Linked DNA regions of Mus musculus: region 2 is linked to region 1. The links are chromatin contacts, called in public HiChIP or PLAC-seq maps. All regions are on one chromosome and are shown on one strand. Each heading gives the region's core, a stretch centred on a gene start, on an enhancer-like site or on the middle of the called end of the contact. The rest is flanking DNA. Distances are from core to core; before and after follow the strand shown. Region 1 holds the start of Cldn1 (claudin 1). Region 2 holds the start of Ccdc50 (coiled-coil domain containing 50).

Region 1 (3,403 bases), core at 701-3,200:
TGAATATTTGCTGCATGGACCATCATTCTATCCAGGCATTTGGGAAACTTAGACCTGATAAAATAAAGAATTTGGATTAGAGGAATAAAATTGATAGGAAGCCCTCTCTGGACTTGCTGTAGCAGATCTCACCTGCCAGGTCTACAATATGGTTCTGAAAATGCCTGGCACCATTTTCTTTCCACTGGACTAGTTCCCAATCGTCAACAGTCTGAGTGTATCCGGGGAGGGTAATAAATAGGACATGCTTTCCAAATGTATAGATTACTTTTAATAGAGGAGTCCAGATGTGGAGACAAAACCATGCCAGCTGAGTACATTCTACAGGTTCTCACAGTGTCAAGCTGATTTGTGGCAGGTCTCATAACTGTAAAGTGAAGTGCTTTTGTTGGGAAGGAGGAAGAGCTCCACTCTCATAGGTCAGGGACAATGCCAGCACTGTTCACAGCAGCATTCCCAGGGGACTGTGGAGTAGCTTTGTTTAGGCAAAGGCTAAGGGAACTCTTCCTCCTGTGAGGTAAAGGGCAGGACAACCAATGTGATTTCTCCAGGAAGAGAACATGCCCTGTAGGAATTGAATGGCTTTCTGACAAAGCCCTGAAAAAAGTTTTAGCTAAAAGTGAAGGCGAATACATCTTATCACCCGTCTCCCCAGAATCAGTAGAGATACTCCTGTCTATGCATGCCTTTCTCACTTTACATATAGGACCAATGCATCAATACATAGAGATTCCATTGCGGAAGGAAAAACATGGGAATAGCCTTTCTTTTTCCTCACAGACTTCTTCCCACATGGTGACCTCAACCAGGCTGCCTCCTTCTGTGCCTTCGCTCTTGCTGCCATGCTGCTGAGTTTATTCAGAAGAGCTCTCTTCAGTGACCCACTCCCCAGATGCCACCAGTCCTTCTTATTCTAAACTTGTACCGCACAAGTTGACTCTCCTGCAAATCCTAGTCCATCCTTTGGGGGCGGGGGGGGGGGGATCTCAAGAGGTTCTTCAAGGTAGAAAACCAAAAGACCCAAAGAGTAAACCTTAGCTGTGCGTTGGAAATGCCATGAGACAACTCAGAAAGTTTCTTATTTGATATTTCAGAATCATCTAGTTAACGCTTGTAAACCTACCCAAAGTGTGCCGTTTTCTTGTTCAAACCCTATTAGAATGAATGTGCAGAAGAGGCCCAAGAACCTAAGTTCCACAGTGGTCTTCATTCTCCCAATCTCCACCCACCTTGATTAGAATTTGAGACAAAAAAAAAATCACACCTAAAAGGGCAGAAGGTGCCAAGTAGAGAGTTAGAGGCAAATCTAGGGCTTTAACCTAGGGCTTGGGTTCTTTCTGCTTTATCAGGACAGAGCACATGCTGAAAAGCCTTGACCAATTTCGAGGGTAGCCTCTGGGCTGAATGAAGCTACTACAGAGGACAAGGGCTCCAAGGCTGGGGAGTGGGGGTAGAGAGGGTGGGGGAGAGTCCAAGGATAGGGAGTGGGGAGTTGGAGGATGAGGGTGCACTCACTGTTCAGATTCAGCAAGGAGTCGAAGACTTTGCACTGTATCTGCCCGGTGCTTTGCGAAACGCAGGACATCCACAGTCCCTCGTAGATGGCCTGAGCGGTCACGATGTTGTCCCCAGCATAGGAGTAAATCTTCCACTGGGGCAGGGCAGTGCTGACGATGGAGCCGATCCATCCCAGAGAAGCCAGGATGAAACCCAGCAGCTGCAGCCCCGCGTTGGCCATGGCTCTTTCCGAGGCTCCCGCGGGCTCAGTGGCAGATGCAGAAAGTGGAGTTTGCAAGGTGCGCACCTGAGCTCCCGAAGGTGATGGGGTCTCTGCAAACAAGTTAGTGCCTATACCCTTGCTCTCTGTGCAGCTGCGGGGCGAGGCTCCTGGCTTCTGGTCCGGGTAGGCGGTGGTGGAGTCTGGAAGTGAGAAGTGGCAGAGTTCTCTGAGACGCTGAACCGCCCGGCGCTGTGATTTAAAGCAGCTCCGCCCCTCCCGGCATGCAGCGCCCCCTGGTGGTTTCGTGGCCGAATCCCCACAAAGGTCCTCGCAGGCCAGCTCCGTGGTGGATGATGATGCCCCGTGGGCTACCTGGGGACCATCTGAAGAGAATCAGGCATCCCTAACCTCTTCCCTTCGTGTCTCTCCTAGCACTTGATAGGCATTTTCTTCATTTCACTCCGTAATTAACTAATAATAAAAGTTACCTCATCTGTGTAAATGCAAAAACAACACATAAAGATGGAAAAACTGGGGGGAACTAGAAACCTATTTTCATTTTTTAGTATATTCCCAGTATTTTATTCAGGAAATGTGTCTAACTCGATATTTCTATATTCCCTTCACCCTTGGGCACCTCTTGTCTGATAGTTCCTTCTCTTTTAGGGGCCCTCTGCTCCCTTCTGTTCCTTAAGGTCATTCCATTAGATTTCTCCCATTTCTCCCATGGGTCTCAGAGATGTTGAAACTTTATAGATTAGAGAAGAGCTAACCGGAGAGTGCCTCAGGGCAGGTTTCTAGTACACTCTTAGATCTGTGTGCTTTCCACTGCATATATATATATATTGTCTTTTGGGTTTTTATTTTCCTTTTGAAAATGCAGTCCACTATCTGACACACCCAATGCATGCATGCACGGGCACAAACACACAGACACACATATACACACATACACATACACATACACATACACATACACATACACATACACTTTTTCCTTAAAGCAATTTGCTTAGCATAGTAACTCCTTATCTGAGATGCCTGACCAGCAAAGACTTATCAGATGGAATTCAGCAAGTTCCTCCACATTCTCTTCCAGGAGAAAGAGAGACACTTGGATGCATCCTAGTAGAACTTAGTCTCTGGCTTTGGAGCTGGCAGTAATCTCCCCAGGCTTTGACCTAGGCTGCCTCTTGCTGTCCTCTCTGGGTCTGTACAGCTTCCTTGCTTGTTGCTACACAGAAGCCCACATTGTGGTTGAGAATAATTAAAATGTTTTCTCAGCTGTTATTTTGTCTGTGGTGTGAGTACGGTGGAAAGAGAGGCTTCTATGGATTTAGTAAAAACAGGAGAATTGAGGGCAGAAATAAACACATGAGTGAAAACAAGGGATGCTTCCATGCATGCTAAGGAAAGTACAAGCTTGCCACAAGAAAGTTATGTGAAAAACAAAATAGAACGACAAACAAAGCCTTACTGCCCTCACTCCCATGCTCACTGTTCTCAGACCAGCTTTGTCAATGCTTAAGGATAAAGACTCAGATCTGCTGTAGTCAGGGACTTAGGGAGTAGTGATGACAACAGAACTCAGACAGGAGATAGCAAGATTTGAACAAGTATTCATTGTCCTGCTCCTGCTCCCAGCTGTTTTCCAAACATAAAAGATCTCTAAATAAGATCTGT
Region 2 (3,429 bases), core at 93-2,592, 1.0 Mb after region 1:
AAATTTAAATGACTCATATTAAAAATAATTTAAAATGTAATATTTAAACAAATACAGTCACGGGGTTTCAGCGGGCTGGGTTTGGCCTGTGGGTAGCAGCTTGCCAACTTCTGATCTAATTTTTGCTCTCATTTACATCTTAGTTTTTGCTAACCAATTTTAGTGTCAAGTTAAAAATCATACCACTTCCTCCTGACCTCTCACACTAGGAGTCTGAGCTGAGATGGGAAGCCAGTTTAAGCCAGTGGCTGAAGTGACACGTTGAACTTTGACAAGATGTTGGGCTGACATTCCAGAGTTCAATGATCCTGCCAACAAGCTTAACTCTGAGGAGGAACTGTGCTTTGCTACTGTGTTTCCATCAGAAACTGCCCTCTTCTCCGCCTTCTCCTATCTTTGCTTATCTTCAGTTTAGTTTCATTGTCTGCTAGTGAGAGTGGCCGCCCACTCAGGAAACAGATACTAATTTGCTACTCTACCCTTTATGTAGCAAGCCTAGGGAGGTATTCTGCTCCACCGGTTTTGATCTCACACCCATTCTTTGATAAATATGCATGGTTTGTGGACTAATGGACTGAAAGATAAGATTAGTGAAAACCCAGTTTAGGACTGGAATGTTTCCTTTAGGGGAAGAGACAGTTCCTAAAGGAGCATGAATCTGTACTGATCCATAGGATGAAACGCGAAAAGTCGCTCATTTCAGAGAAACACAAATGTCAGAATTATAGACCAGTGAGTGGCATGCTGGAAGGGGAAGCCCATACAAGTCTCTGTCACAATCCCTCCACCCCCGAAACTGAACATCCGATCTGGTAGACATTTATAGTTTTTTGTTGATTGAGTGACTCAGTTCTCCCTGCTGGTTGTGAATATTCCGTTTCCAGAAGGGCCCAGAATTTAATTCAGTGTCTTGTATTCTGGTTTCTTTAAAAACAAAAAAACAAAACAAAAAAAGAAATATAAAGCACACACACACACACACACACACACACACACACACACACACATGTATGTATGTATGTATGTATGTATGTATGTATGTATGTATGTTTGTAAGTATGTATGTATATGCCCACTAATCCCAGATATAAGGATTTGTGGTGCCTGGCACTCAATAAGCACTTTACACAAGTCTTAAATCTCAGAGTGGAGCGCAGATAGGCTCTGTCCCGGCGGCGCCTAGCTGGCAGGTGCAGCCTTGGGGTCCCGGCCTTCAGGCCGCAGAGCTGTGGCCTGGGCTGGGCGCGGCAGGCACATAGGCGAGGGGAGGCGGTCTGGCTCGCACGCCTCTGCGTGCGGTGCAGCCTTGCAGCCCCCGCCCCCCGCCGCCGCCGCCGCCGCCTTTCTGGCACCTCTCTCCCTCCGTACTGGACTCCGGTGCATTTCCGGCCCGGGAGAGTCCGGCGTCCACCCGGGCCAGCCCGCGGGGTGGGCGTGCGCCGTGATCTCCGCGCGCCCGAGGCCCAGCGGCCGCCATGGCCGACGTGAGTGTAGATCAGTCCAAGTTGCCGGGCGTGAAGGAAGGTAGGTCGGGACTCGCGGGCTCCGGGGAGCCGGGCTGCGCGGGGCACGCGGCGCGGGGCGGGCTAGGAGCGCCGCGGGCTGGCTCGGTCCGCCAGCGGCTGCGGGAGGCCCTCGCCTGGCCGCGCGGCCTTGTTCTGCCCTGTGGACGCTTGATGTAGAAATCCCAGCCCTTCCAGGCTGGCCCAGGCCAGGGGGTGGCGTTCCGAGTGGAGTGGAGCCTTTGTTTTGAAACATGACCCTCTCCCTCCTCTTCTCCTTCTGTTCCTCTCTTCTCCCTCCTTCTTTTCTTTTCTATCCTCTACCTCCCTCCTCCTTTCTTTCCCTCCTCTCTCCCTTCCTCCCTTCTCCCACTTCTTCTTCCTAGTCTAGTGTCTGGCTGGCTCTTAGCTTCAAAAATGTTGAAAATCTTAGGGTTGGCATTGCTTTGAATGGTGGACCTCAAGCCCCTATAAAGATGATCTCCCCACTTCCATTTTAATAAAGACCAGGCTGGAGTGGGTGGGAGCTTGTGATCCTGTTACCCCCGTTGCCCCCCATGGCTGCTATATTGAAGTCCAGGAAAATAAGATTGACTAGTACTGGCCAGGCCTAGCTTACTTCATCTCTCCTCCCCTCCCCGGGGCCTAGCATTTTTATTGTTTTGGTTACTGGCTCATCTTCTTGTCACTCTGTCTTTCCCTTCTTGGGAAGCACTGGACTTCCATTATGACAACACCTAGAACGTTCAAGAGTGCTCTCTCTTAAAGCCATAAGTTCTGAGGGGGGTGGGGGGGGGGTCTTTGTTGTGGATCTCTTTTGTTTCACCAGAGATCTGTGGCCAACACGGTCTGGGACTGGGATGTGTGTGTTGTGTAAGTGAAGGAGTTTTTCCTTTCTTGAGACTTTAGGCTTCATTGCCAATTTCAAGTGACTCAGATGGTCTCGCTCTGGCCAATTTGGAAATCCCAAGACAATTAGTGACTACTTGGCTGCATCTGTCCTAGGGTTTCAGAGAAGCACCGTGGCTAGGAGTCAATGATTTTATGTTTAAATTGTAGTAGGTTTGGATCTACTCCATTGTTTCTAAAGAGTAATAATGCCTTCAGGCTGAGCTTTTGGTCTTGGTATTTTTCCATCGTTTCTGTCCCTAACTTGACTTTGGTTATTACAGTTTTTAGTTAATGGAGTCTAAGGAGCCACTGGGAAGACATATCGGTTCTTCACCTGGAGGCCAGCTGTAGAGCTCCCCTCTTGCTTTTGGATATGGGTTTTGTGCGCAAAGGTGTTGGTTTTGTCTGAAGACAAAGTGCTCCCTTGGTAGTACTTTCATTGATGGTGGGTGTTGCTGATACTGGAGTTCAAACAAAACCTGACCTGAGGTGCAAAGCTTCAGTGTTGAGGTGCTGTGACTTCCCCAGCCTTCCACCTGTGCTAGTGACCTGGAAAGAACTTTTTTGTGTACGCTTTGAAACCCTGAGGTCTTTTCATTTTTTTTTTTTTTTTAACCGAGACATGCCTAACTTGTGCTAATATCTTATTTCTCAAGGAGTTCCCCACTTTCCATCTAGGCCTGCAAGAGTCTTTTTCACCCCCCAGCTCTACAAGTTTTCCTATGTTTACTTTGGTTTTCATTCTGGATATTGTGGTGCCGTGCTTGGCAATCCTGTCTAGGGACTCCGATGAGATGACAGGGACATTTAGTGTGGCTCTTCCATGTGTCTTTGTTAAATTTAGAATTTGTCACATGCTCACTTTGAAGGAGGTCAAAAGCTGTTGGGATCATCGTCCTTACCAGTGCCTGGCTCTGAGACCATCAAAGGCCATGATGGGTTTACTAGGAGAGTCCCCAGAGTGGCGAGAATTTGATCTGGGAAGTATTCAAGCCTAATAACTTGCATCTCTCTCATATAATTTTAAATTATGGCC

Evidence for each region. HiChIP or PLAC-seq counts read pairs in DNA pulled down with a chosen protein or histone mark.
Region 2: a contact with region 1 is called in an H3K27ac HiChIP or PLAC-seq map of bone marrow-derived dendritic cells, with 5 times the contacts expected there. The contact joins the promoter of Ccdc50 here to the promoter of Cldn1 in region 1. A contact is called at or near these places in 1 of 39 promoter capture datasets (hippocampal neurons) and 2 of 115 datasets of contacts at active chromatin or transcription factors (bone marrow-derived dendritic cells and microglia).

The regions. Positions count from the first base shown.
Region 1 is chr16:26,369,889-26,373,291 of GRCm38.p6, forward strand. Cldn1 (claudin 1) reads right to left here and starts at 1,951. Exons shown (of 4, transcript NM_016674.4): 1 at 1,516-1,951. The coding sequence starts at 1,738.
Region 2 is chr16:27,387,614-27,391,042 of GRCm38.p6, forward strand. Ccdc50 (coiled-coil domain containing 50) reads left to right here and starts at 1,343. Exons shown (of 11, transcript NM_026202.4): 1 at 1,343-1,524. The coding sequence starts at 1,476.